2 separate regions of the Cricetulus griseus genome follow, and region 1 is linked to region 2. A link is a contact called in public Hi-C data. All regions are on one chromosome and are shown on one strand. Each heading gives the region's core, a stretch centred on a gene start, on an enhancer-like site or on the middle of the called end of the contact. The rest is flanking DNA. Distances are from core to core; before and after follow the strand shown.

What was found. Hi-C and Micro-C count contacts between places; a contact is called where the count stands out from the background.
Region 1: a Hi-C map of liver shows a contact between it and region 2, with 3 times the contacts expected there. The contact joins the promoter of Fxyd6 here to the enhancer-like site in region 2. A contact is called at or near these places in 6 of 8 Hi-C or Micro-C datasets (the CHK-Q cell line, the CHL-YN cell line, the CHO-K1 cell line and 2 more).

The regions. Positions count from the first base shown.
Region 1 is chr4:157,101,426-157,106,845 of CriGri-PICRH-1.0, reverse strand. Fxyd6 (FXYD domain-containing ion transport regulator 6) reads right to left here and starts at 4,005. Exons shown (of 6, transcript XM_035443440.1): 1 at 3,951-4,005; 2 at 3,335-3,373; 3 at 3,155-3,229; 4 at 2,427-2,463; 5 at 1,286-1,335; 6 at 365-393. The coding sequence starts at 4,005. The coding sequence ends at 365.
Region 2 is chr4:157,013,609-157,018,440 of CriGri-PICRH-1.0, reverse strand. No RefSeq gene overlaps it. Among named protein-coding and RNA genes, the nearest start is that of Tmprss13, 12 kb to the left of the region's middle. Within about 2 kb of position 1,655, at least 1 of the 6 cell types and tissues checked has open chromatin away from gene starts, as enhancers often do. A contact at or near this core is called in fibroblasts, where this site is marked.

The DNA of each region.
Region 1 (5,420 bases), core at 2,756-5,255, 86 kb before region 2:
TTGGGGCTCACTATTAGAAGCCATTCTCAATGTTACTTTGATATGGAAGTCTCACTAAGTGATTCCCACCCAAGTCACATCCCTGTGGAAGCAGGGACAGTACCCTATGAACCTGACCCTGAAGCTGACTGGAAGCCCTGATTCCCTATGCTTGTTGTGTTTGGGTAGGGGACACCTTAGTGTCTCTGGGACTGGGCTGTCCACTGTTCCTCCCCGACCTCTGAGAGACACTTAAGAGTGAACTGGTAAAAAGCGCCCATGAAGAAGTTAGCATGATGCCACCGCCCAAACTCAATGAAGACAGTGGTAAGACACCGTGGAACTGGAGATACAGATCACCTACCTTCCTGCTGGAGGCTGCACTTCAGTTCTCTGCCTTCTGGGGCTCTGCAGCTGGAAGAGAAGGCAGACTGATGTAGTGTGAGGCTGCCCACCCAGGGGTTGCTCCATACTGAACCCTTACTGATGCCTGATACTAGAATTTTGTGTCACTGGTTACAAGAACGTGGACCTAGGTTGTTGAATATGGGTAATGATGGCCACCTCTCCAGGCTTAGCACTTGGATAAAGATAGAGTCTGCTTGGTACAAAGCAGGTACTCTGTAGACAATGACTACCATCAGTAGTTTGTCTCTTGTGGAATACTCTTTTAATCAGGCAAAGGTGTGTTACATTTGTTCATAAGACATTTGTTAACTATGTAAAGATATGTTGCATTTGCATTAAACAAAATTAACCTGGGCTCAAAGAGGTGGGGTTAGCAACTTGTTGACAGGACGTAGCAGGGAGGAGCTTAACGTGTATTTTGTTTGTTTCAGTTGGGGCAGTATGGAAGGGAGTGGCTTCCAGGATGTCAGCAGAGACAGAAAGGTAGCCAGTTGCTACTCTAACTCTCTGAGCTCGCAGGCTTTCACTCTAGCCTTTGAATCTCCAGGTTTATTAGGATGATGGAGATTTAGTTAGAACTACCGTTAGCAATAGCAACAGAGCCATTGTCTGGGGGAACAGAATTGCCACAGAGCCATTGTCTGGGGGAACAGAATTGCCCCCCAGGCTACAGCCTTAGGGGCCGGTAGCAGTTTAAAGTGCAGCCACTGTGACAAACAAAACAAAACAAAAAACAGTCTCTGGTATGGACGAAGAGCTAACATCACAGAGGTCCTGAGAGCCCCTTCCTGGCACCTCAGAGGCATGTCTGCTGAACCCAAAGCAGCTCATGGCACCCAGTTCACTCCTTCCCCAAACCCTGGGAAGCCCCTCTCCTAGCACTCTTCATGGCAGTTACCGTTTGTAGTGATGAGGTTCTCCACCTGGGCCTCTTCATCTCCTGGAGCCCTAAGACAAGAGGAGACACACTGTCATCCGTGTCCAGGGTAAACCATAGCATCTCCCCATTCTCTTCATTCTCTTCCCTGAAGTAGGGCTTCTAGAACCCCTCCCCTCAGAGCCCCTTTAAGGATTCAAACACTAGGTGAAAGGAGAAGTCAAGACTGACAGGGACAGAGGCAAAGAGAACTCAGGAATGCCCTGCAATGTCTGCCCCCGGTGGGATTTGTGCCTGCCACAGGCTCTGAGGTCTATGGCCACCATGGCTGTTTTAATGAAGGGGTGTAACTTTGTGTGACATAGAAGGAAGATCAGGTGTCTATGCAGTGCACAGAGCCTCAGAGAGAGATGAAAAGCAGAGACAGTGTATAGGCCCTGCACCTCAGAGCAGCCGTGAAGTCCTTGGCTTCCCTCTTAGCAAGCCTAGCTGTCTCAAAGGCCTCCGGACAAGGTTCTAGCACATTCTTTTTTTTTTTTTTTTTTAAATTTTATTTTATTTTATTAGTTCTAGTTAGGGAACAAGCTTATTTCAAGTCCCTTCTCCCTCTCCCTCCCCTCACCCCCAAACTTTCTCCCCCACCCCCAGCCCATCCCCCCAACCCCATCCACCCACTACTCCCCAGGCAGGGTAGGGCCCTCAACGGGAGCTCAGCAAAGTCCACCAAGTCTTCCTATGCTGATCCTGGGCCCTTCCCCATGTGTCCAGGGCCAGAGTGTAACCCTTCATATGGGATGGGCTCTCAAAGTCCCTTCTTGCACCAGGGAAAAATACTAATCCACTACCAGAGGCTCCCTGGAGTGCAGAGGCCTCCTTATTGACATCTATGTTCTGGGGTCTGGATCAGTCTTGTACAGGCCTCCTGGACAGCATCTGGGGTCGATGCTAGCACATTCTTACTCAGTATTCCTTCCCCGATTTACACCTGAGGCCCACTCTCCATGTGTGACCTCTCCTTTGTTCCAAAGTCACTTGGAAATCCCCAGATTCATACCTCGGCCTCCCACATTCTCTCTCTGAGACAGCCCACCGGGTTCACATTACACCCTCTCCCTGTCCCCTCTGCGGTTGCCCCTGTTGGCCACAGCCTTGGCAACCTCACCTGGGCTTCTGATTGAAACTGCACTTGCACCTGCGACCTGAAATGCAAAGAAACCAGTCAAGGTCAGGCTCCCAGCTGGGCCATAATCTACTGTGAATCTATACAGACCAAAGGCACCACCAGACACACAGTGGATGCCTGCACTACTACAGGAAGTAACCCTGGGTAGGGGGCAGGAGTCAAGGGAGGCCAGGTGCTATGGTTTAAATGGCAGATGCACCCCACAGGAAGTTGTGTCTAAATACCTGATCCTCGGTGGGGGTGCTGTTTGTGGGAGGAGTAGCCTAGCTACCAAAGTGGGTTGCTGCGGTCAGGTGTTAGAGGTGATAGCTGCTTCTGGTTATACCCTGAACTTTCTGCTTCCTGGTCAACCTTAATGAGAACAAGCCACAGATGTCTACTACCTTGGACCAAGCTGCTCCACCATGCCTGTCCACTATGATGGACTTTGCCCTTTCATACGGTGAGCAAAAATAATCAGGGTGGGAAATGCATAGGGACACTTTCCTAGGAACACTAGGAAAATGACATCTGACTCCTGGGATGGCCGAGCTCCTGCCCTAGGGATGCAGAGAACATCCTGCTCACCTTCCTTGTTTTACTGAGCACTTACTACATGCCCCGCCCTGTATTGGTCCTGGAGATACCATGGAGAGGCAGACCATGGCTAAGCTTGTACACTACCCCCATCTGTCTAGCAGCCACAGAGAAAAAGGGGACACACTTACTTAGGATGAGTAGTATCCCAACAGAGAAGAGGACCACAGCGAACACCAATCCCCCAATCCTCAGGGTCTGGTAGTCTGCAAAGGAACCAGGGATGTGAGGTGAAAGAGGGGCAGGGCCAGGAGGACAAGCTTGTCCCTCTCGGATGGGGCCACACCCCGGGGGCTGCTGAGCTCACTCACCATAATAGAACGGATCCTTTTCTTTCTCCTTCTCAGCTGCTGGGGAAGCAGACAGACATGGTCAAGAGGAAGGCAGCGGTGTTTCCTGTGACATCTTACCTGCCCCACAGCAACCTGTCCCCACTAAAGGACCCCTGTGAAGCAGGATCATGGGAAGATACGGGGGGATTGTGGAAGTTGGGTTTCCTGGGCTTAGGGTCCACACCCAGGGTCTATGGTATATGTGACTCAGCCTCAGTGGGTTCCTGAGGTCACAGCATGCCCTACATTTATTCTAAAAGGCCAGGTCTGTCTATCAACTCGTGACAAATGGGGAAACTGAGAGCAAGGGGTACTCATGACTTGCATATATGGTCAAGGTGGGTTAATTAGTCTAGGCTGCAGGTCCACCGGAGCTCAAGGTACCTAGAGAGGTTAACAGAAGGCCAGCTGGACCCATGCAGGGAGCAGTTAGGAACACCTCAATTGGGATCTGTTTTTCTCTGCTGACTAATGGTGAGGTCCCTGACCGGATGTGAAGCTGCCTCTCGACCCTAACATTCAAAACAGCCAGAACCTTCAACAGAAAGGGCTATGGCTGCCAGCTTGGCACAGCCAGGCTCTAAAGGATTCTTACCACTAGCCAGGACTGCAGGGGCCAGCAGGCTGCAGAGGATCAGCACCGTCTCCATGGTGTCTGGGATAAAGGAGGAAGACATTACTCTGGGGACAGAAGACCTTCCTCCTTAAGCTATCACCCTAACTGGAGCTCATCTCAGCCACAGCTGTGCTGGCAGCATAAGTGACCTGAGGCTACTTCAGATCCCCAGGACCAAGGTACCTGTCGCCTGTCTTATCAGACTCTCGGAGAGCTCTGGTCAATTCTATTATTCCAGATGAGTCAGAACACTTAGCAGGCACTATGATAAGTCTGGAACCGAAAGTTTGATGATAGTAAATGACCTTCATAGAAGGAATTGTAGGGCTGAGGTCATACAGGGGCTCAGCCACTCATTTAGCATGGGGCTTCTGGGTCAAAGCCTTAACACCCCAAGGACTCGGGAGATGATCATCCCAGTGTCTTTCTTCCAGGCCATCTCTGCCTCATTAAAATGTGGGGCCTCTGGTCCAGCTCCCACAGTCAACAGCCTACCAGGAAGTCTTTTTTTTTTTTTTAAAAAAAAGATTTATTTGGTGTGTGTGTGTGCGCGCGTGCGTGCGTGCGTGCGTGCGTGTGTCTGTGTGTGTGTGTGTCTCTCTGTGTGTGTATCTGTGCATGCTTGCTATATGTATGCAGGTGTCCCTGGATGCTAGAAGATCCAGGGCATCATATCCCCTGGAGCTGGAGTTACAGGCAATTGGGAGCTGCTTAATGTGGGTGCTGGTCCTCTGGAAGAGTGGTCAGTGTTCTTACTCACTAAGAAGTCTCTTCAGCCTCTAGGAGGTGTTTGTGCCAGCCCTGTAGTCCAGTCAATGGCTGGAGGCCACTCTCTGGTCCCCAAACTCTATGGCAAATCCTGACACTCATATATGACCTCCTTAATTGCCCCTCATACTGTTTCCTCTGTATTCATCAGCTTTCCTTAGAAGACCAGGCCATCATCCTCAAAAGGTGACTTGATTGTATAAAGGGAATGTGGACAAAGTTTTCTAAGCATCAGCCCCCAGTCCCTCCTTCCCTAGAAGACACTGAGTGCTATACCACTTAATCCTGGGTGGGGGTGGGGGAGAACCTGGATGGGACACATGGCAGAGTCAACTCCCGAGACATATGGAGTTACACTCATTACTTTCAGGGTCAGAGAGCAGTAGAGAGTGAGAAGGGAGAAGAACTCAAATCAGGAGTGTTCAAAGCTACTCAATCTTTTCCAGATTGGGAAAGCCGGGCTATAGCCTGGCTATCACGGCCCAGCCGGTGCTCATTCTAACAAGCGGCTCTGATGCCATTCACGAGTGAGACACCAGAGGGCAGCATAGCTGTATCCAGAACTATGCCCAACCAAATATAAGCGGCAGAGAAAGAATCTCCCGCTGTATGAACAATACACCTTGCTCTTCTTAAAACTATGCTTGACACATATATCCAATCACGATGCTTAGTGTGGTT
Region 2 (4,832 bases), core at 406-2,905:
TGGAGAAGTAACTGAGGTTCACAAAGAGTACAGTAATTGCCCAAAATTTATAGTTGGTAGATACTAGAAAATGAGTTTGAATATAATTTATTTGACTAGAACAATTTCTGGTCTTTATGAGCTGGCTCTTACCAAGTATCTCATGTTGGCACTGAATCTAAGATCATCTTGCCTGACCCTCCTGAGTCTTAGACTCGCAGGCATGCACCATTCTACCCAGCTACTTGGATTTCTGAGACTATTAATACTACCTTGCATCTATCTAACTCAAATGCAGAAGCTACTGGTTATTCTTTTCCCAAAGAGTTCAGGAAGTTTTGAATAGCCCTGCCAAGATAGATAAAAAGAAACAACAACAACAAAAACAAAACAAAAAACCCTGAGTATCTTATGTTGGAAATTGAGTTACATTATTTACAAGATTACTATGTAAATTTCAGGCACTCCCCTTCCTTCCCTCCATCTCCTCTCCTTTCTTCCCTCCTTACTTCCTCCCCTCCTTCCCTCTCTCCCTCCTTCCTTACTCCTCCCCACCCCACTCCTTCCTTTCTATTTTGCTATCTGAAACAGGATATCACTATGTAGCCCAGGCAGGACTTGAACTCATGACCTTCCTGCCTCGGCATCCCCTCTGCTGAGATAATCAGGACATCATCATATTTGGCCTTAGATAGTTCTTGCTCACAATTTTTTTTCAATTGTTTTGTGTGCAAGGCCTTTTCAACATGCTGAGAAAACCTAAACAGATGCTGTACACTGCTATCACACTGGATTCACAGATGTATTTCATTCCATTCAGAATATATATGAATTCATCACCAACCTTTAAAAATACAATTAATAACCCAAAGAAGCTTAACTTTCCTATTGACGTTGGCCATAATGTGCACTTAATCAATATCTGGTGAATAGCTGATAGCAATTCTTTTACTTCCCCTTACACCATCTAACAAAAATCTAAGCAACCAGTTAGTCAATCAACAAGTCTTTATTGAATCTCTACTATGCACCAAACAGGAGTTGCTTCATATCTAAATTGCTTCTAGCGAGCTCCCATCACAAAGAAAACTTGCTGGGTCCTCCCACAAAATAACCCCAGTGGTTGAGTCACGTCTCTACCTTCTTCAGATGGTCCATGCATCACTTGGACATTCCCTATGCAAGCCAGAGCTTGGTTCTTTAGGATCACAAAATTATGGAGTATGGCAATGGTTGGATGAGATCTCAATGTCTGAATCAGACCAAACAGGATTTGAATACAGGCTCTACGTCTAATGACGTGGGGCAGATAATTGGCTTGACTCCTTTGAACTTCACTATCCCATTGAACCTGGCAGAGGAGGGTAGGCCCCGTTGGGTTCTGTATGAAAAGAGAGGACTCTGGTTGGGTCAAACTGTCCCACAGCGTAAGTGCACAGTGGTTGCTAACAAATACGTGAATAGGATGTGGGAATGAATCTCAGGCCATCTTTTCTGAGCAGTCCACGGTTCCCTTGGGCTTCTAACCCTGACTCCCTGTGCAGAGGGCTTAGGAAACTGGAATTTTCCACCTCTTCCTGCACTTGGTCTTTCTTCCCTGTCTCAGCCCATGCCTGGGGCTGAGAGCTGCCCAAGAATCCTGGGGCCTGCACCAAACCACAGGTCTTGGCACAGAGTTCAAAGCCTCCAGGCTAACACAAGCTTAAGCCAACCAGCTGTTCTCAGCCCTACCATCTGCAGGCTCCAGTTTGGGGGTAAAGACTGAACAAGAACAGAGAACCTTCCTGTGCTGCCAACCCCCCTCACCCCTGGCTCTCAATGCTAGGTGCTGGCTTTCCACTCATCCCAGAGCCTGGAAGAGCCAGTTCTCCCAGTCTGCTCTAGGGCTGGTGCGATACCATGTGGTCCAATCATCAGCCCCAAGTTCTATTTAATTACTCCAAGGGCAGATGACACACACAGAGGGGGTCTAGTGGTGTAATTACAAGGGGTGGGGTGAACCCAGACAATGAAGAGAATGCCTCACTCTGCTATGGAGCATGGGGGAGCAAAGTCATTAGGGGCTCCCCTGTATCTGACCCTCTATGAGTCCCTACATATCTCTTGCTACATTCACAAGCCACATGTTGGAGAGAGAAGGTTGGGTGTGCATAGACTGTAGAAGCTGGGTGCCATCAGCTGTCCATTTCTAGGCCTAGTGACCAGGTCCTGGAGCCCATCCTGCCTGGCTTGTCTACCTAAGAGCCAGGAGACAATCAGAAGAGGCAGATTTAACCAATGTAACAAAGCCAGTGTAACTGCAACCAATAATCCCAGCACTCCTGACATGGAGTCAGGAGGATCACTAGGAGTTTGAGACCAGACTGGGTTAGTGTGAAAACTTGTCTTGGAAAAAAAAAAAATCCTCCCCCTAAATGGGGAGTAGAGGAAGAGATTCATTTATTCATTCCATAAAATGCTTTTAACAACTTCGTTGAGACAGAATTCACGGACAGTATGAGTCAGTCATGAAGAGTGTACAATCAAATGGTTTTTATATCCACAAAGTTGTGCAACCATAAACCATTATCACAACTAATTTCATCTTCATCACCCCCCTCCAAAGAACATGTTTGCCATTAGTGGTCAGTCCCTACTTCCCCCCAGTGTCCCTCCCACATCCATAAGTAATGTTGAATCTACTTTCTGTATCTGTAGATACATCTAATCTGCATATTACTTATAAATAAAACCACAATTATGTAGTCTTCCATGTCTGGATGTTTGTCATGTGCTCAAAGCCCATTCGTGTGTTAGAACTCTAATCTGCGCACGTGTGAGAGGGTGTTGGGGTGTACATGTGGGGAGGTATGCATGCTTATTTGTGAATGTGGAGATCAGTATTAGGATCTTTCCTCAACTGCTCTCCACTTTAATTTTTTGAGACAGGGTCTCTCACTGAATCTGGAACTCATTGATTTGGCTGAGGCTAGCCAGTGAGCTGTGTGTCTCCTCCCCTGCCAAGACTGAGCTTACAGTCATGAACCATTTTGCCCAGCTTTTTATGGGGTTCCCAACTCCAGCTCTCATATGTATGCCCCAAGCATCTTAACCACTGAGTCATCTCCCCATTGTTATTGTGGAATAATATTCCACTTTGTGGACATGCTGTATTTAATTTATCCATTCATCATTCATTGGTCATTTGGATTGCTTTCACTTCTTTGGGACAGTTATGAGTAAAGCTGCCGTGAACATCTGTGGACAAGAGCTTGTGTGGGTATATGCTTCCAAGTCTTTTAGGTATATTCACCTAGGAGTGGAGTTGCTGAGTTGTATGGTAACTCTGCATACCTTTTGGACAAATTGTCTATAAATATGGTTTGTTTTTTTTTAACCCAGTGGTTTGTTTTGCTTTGTTTTTAAGGGTACAGTCTTTATTGGATGTAACAATAAACTAAAAAGAGGAAAACACGTCAACTATGGCTTCAAGGGGTAGCTTTCAAGGGTCCCTTGAAAGCCAGTAATATTTTTACCATATTTCATTTTCCTTAATCTTAAATACTCAGAATCATGCTTCCGTGTGTGACAGCAGTGGCCTCTCTTCTGCCTCTGGGGAATTCTAACTCAGCAGTGAGGATTGGCCATTTTGTTTTTATATTTACTTCTTTTTGGCAGTTTGACACCAAAGTACAATGAACTTTAGTCCATTCCCTCATCACCTTGTCTCACCCTTTCTCCCTCCATCTCCCATCAAAACCTTCCTGACAAGCCCCAGCCTACTTTCATTTTTTTTCTCACAAATAATTTTGAAGTCCCATATGCCAGACCTGAGCTAGGTGCTGAGAACCTAGCTCAGTAAGTCTGGAACGAAAGAAGGAAGGAAGGAAGAGAAGAAAGAAAGAAAGAAAGAAAGAAAGAAAGAAAGAAAGAAAGAAAGAAACAAACAAACAAAGACCTGGATTCTGAGTAACTTTGGCCATCCAAACACAAGGGGCCCTTCCCCCTCTCAGATAAGAAAACAGAGGACTCTGATAAGGGGTCCATATTCCAAAAGGAACTCATTTTCACAAGGAAGAGAAGCAAGAGAAAGAGTTAAGAAGGAAGCACCTTCACTTCATTCAGGGATAACTAGAACTACATGTTACATACATACATCAGACAGACAAACATACATGCATGCATTAATGAACCAGAGCAAAGTAGGGGATCAGTTTTGCACAAGACCGTCTAGAAAGGTCCTAGAAAGTGGGAAGTGGCCAGGCTGCAAATAATTGGAAGTACTGGACTCTTAGGAGAGAGAACAACTCAGGGAACTTGAGGAAGAAGAAAAACTGAGATCAGCATTGTTAGAGGGGAGTAAATGAACACCAAGTGGCACCCGAGCCCTCTGCACCACAGCCCGGGGCCTGACTCTTATTCTAAGTGCAAGAGAAAGCTCGTGTGTCATTTTAAGTGTGGAGGAGGACTCGGGCATGACTTGAATCTTCTTTTTAAAAAAATAAACAAAACTCTTCAGAGCTGTGGATGTCTAATTTGCATACAAAATTCACTTTTAAAAATCGTTCACTCTGATGACCTTTAACAAATACTTACCATTGTGTCCCATTGCTGAAATCAAAGCACACAGCATTTTCATGACTCCAAGACTTTCTCAGTCAGTCTTGGCTCACCTTCCCAGCTCTCAGCACAGATTTGATTTTGAGTCCCATTTCCAATAAATCATGGAAGACACTATTTGTCATGAGCCTCCACTCTCTTTATGTGGCTTCTTTTATTTATCATGCTTTTGAAATGTGTCGGTGCTGGCAGAGAACAGTCCTTTGCTTCCTTTTTATTGCTACTATGTGTCAGTGTCACAACTGGTTTGCCCT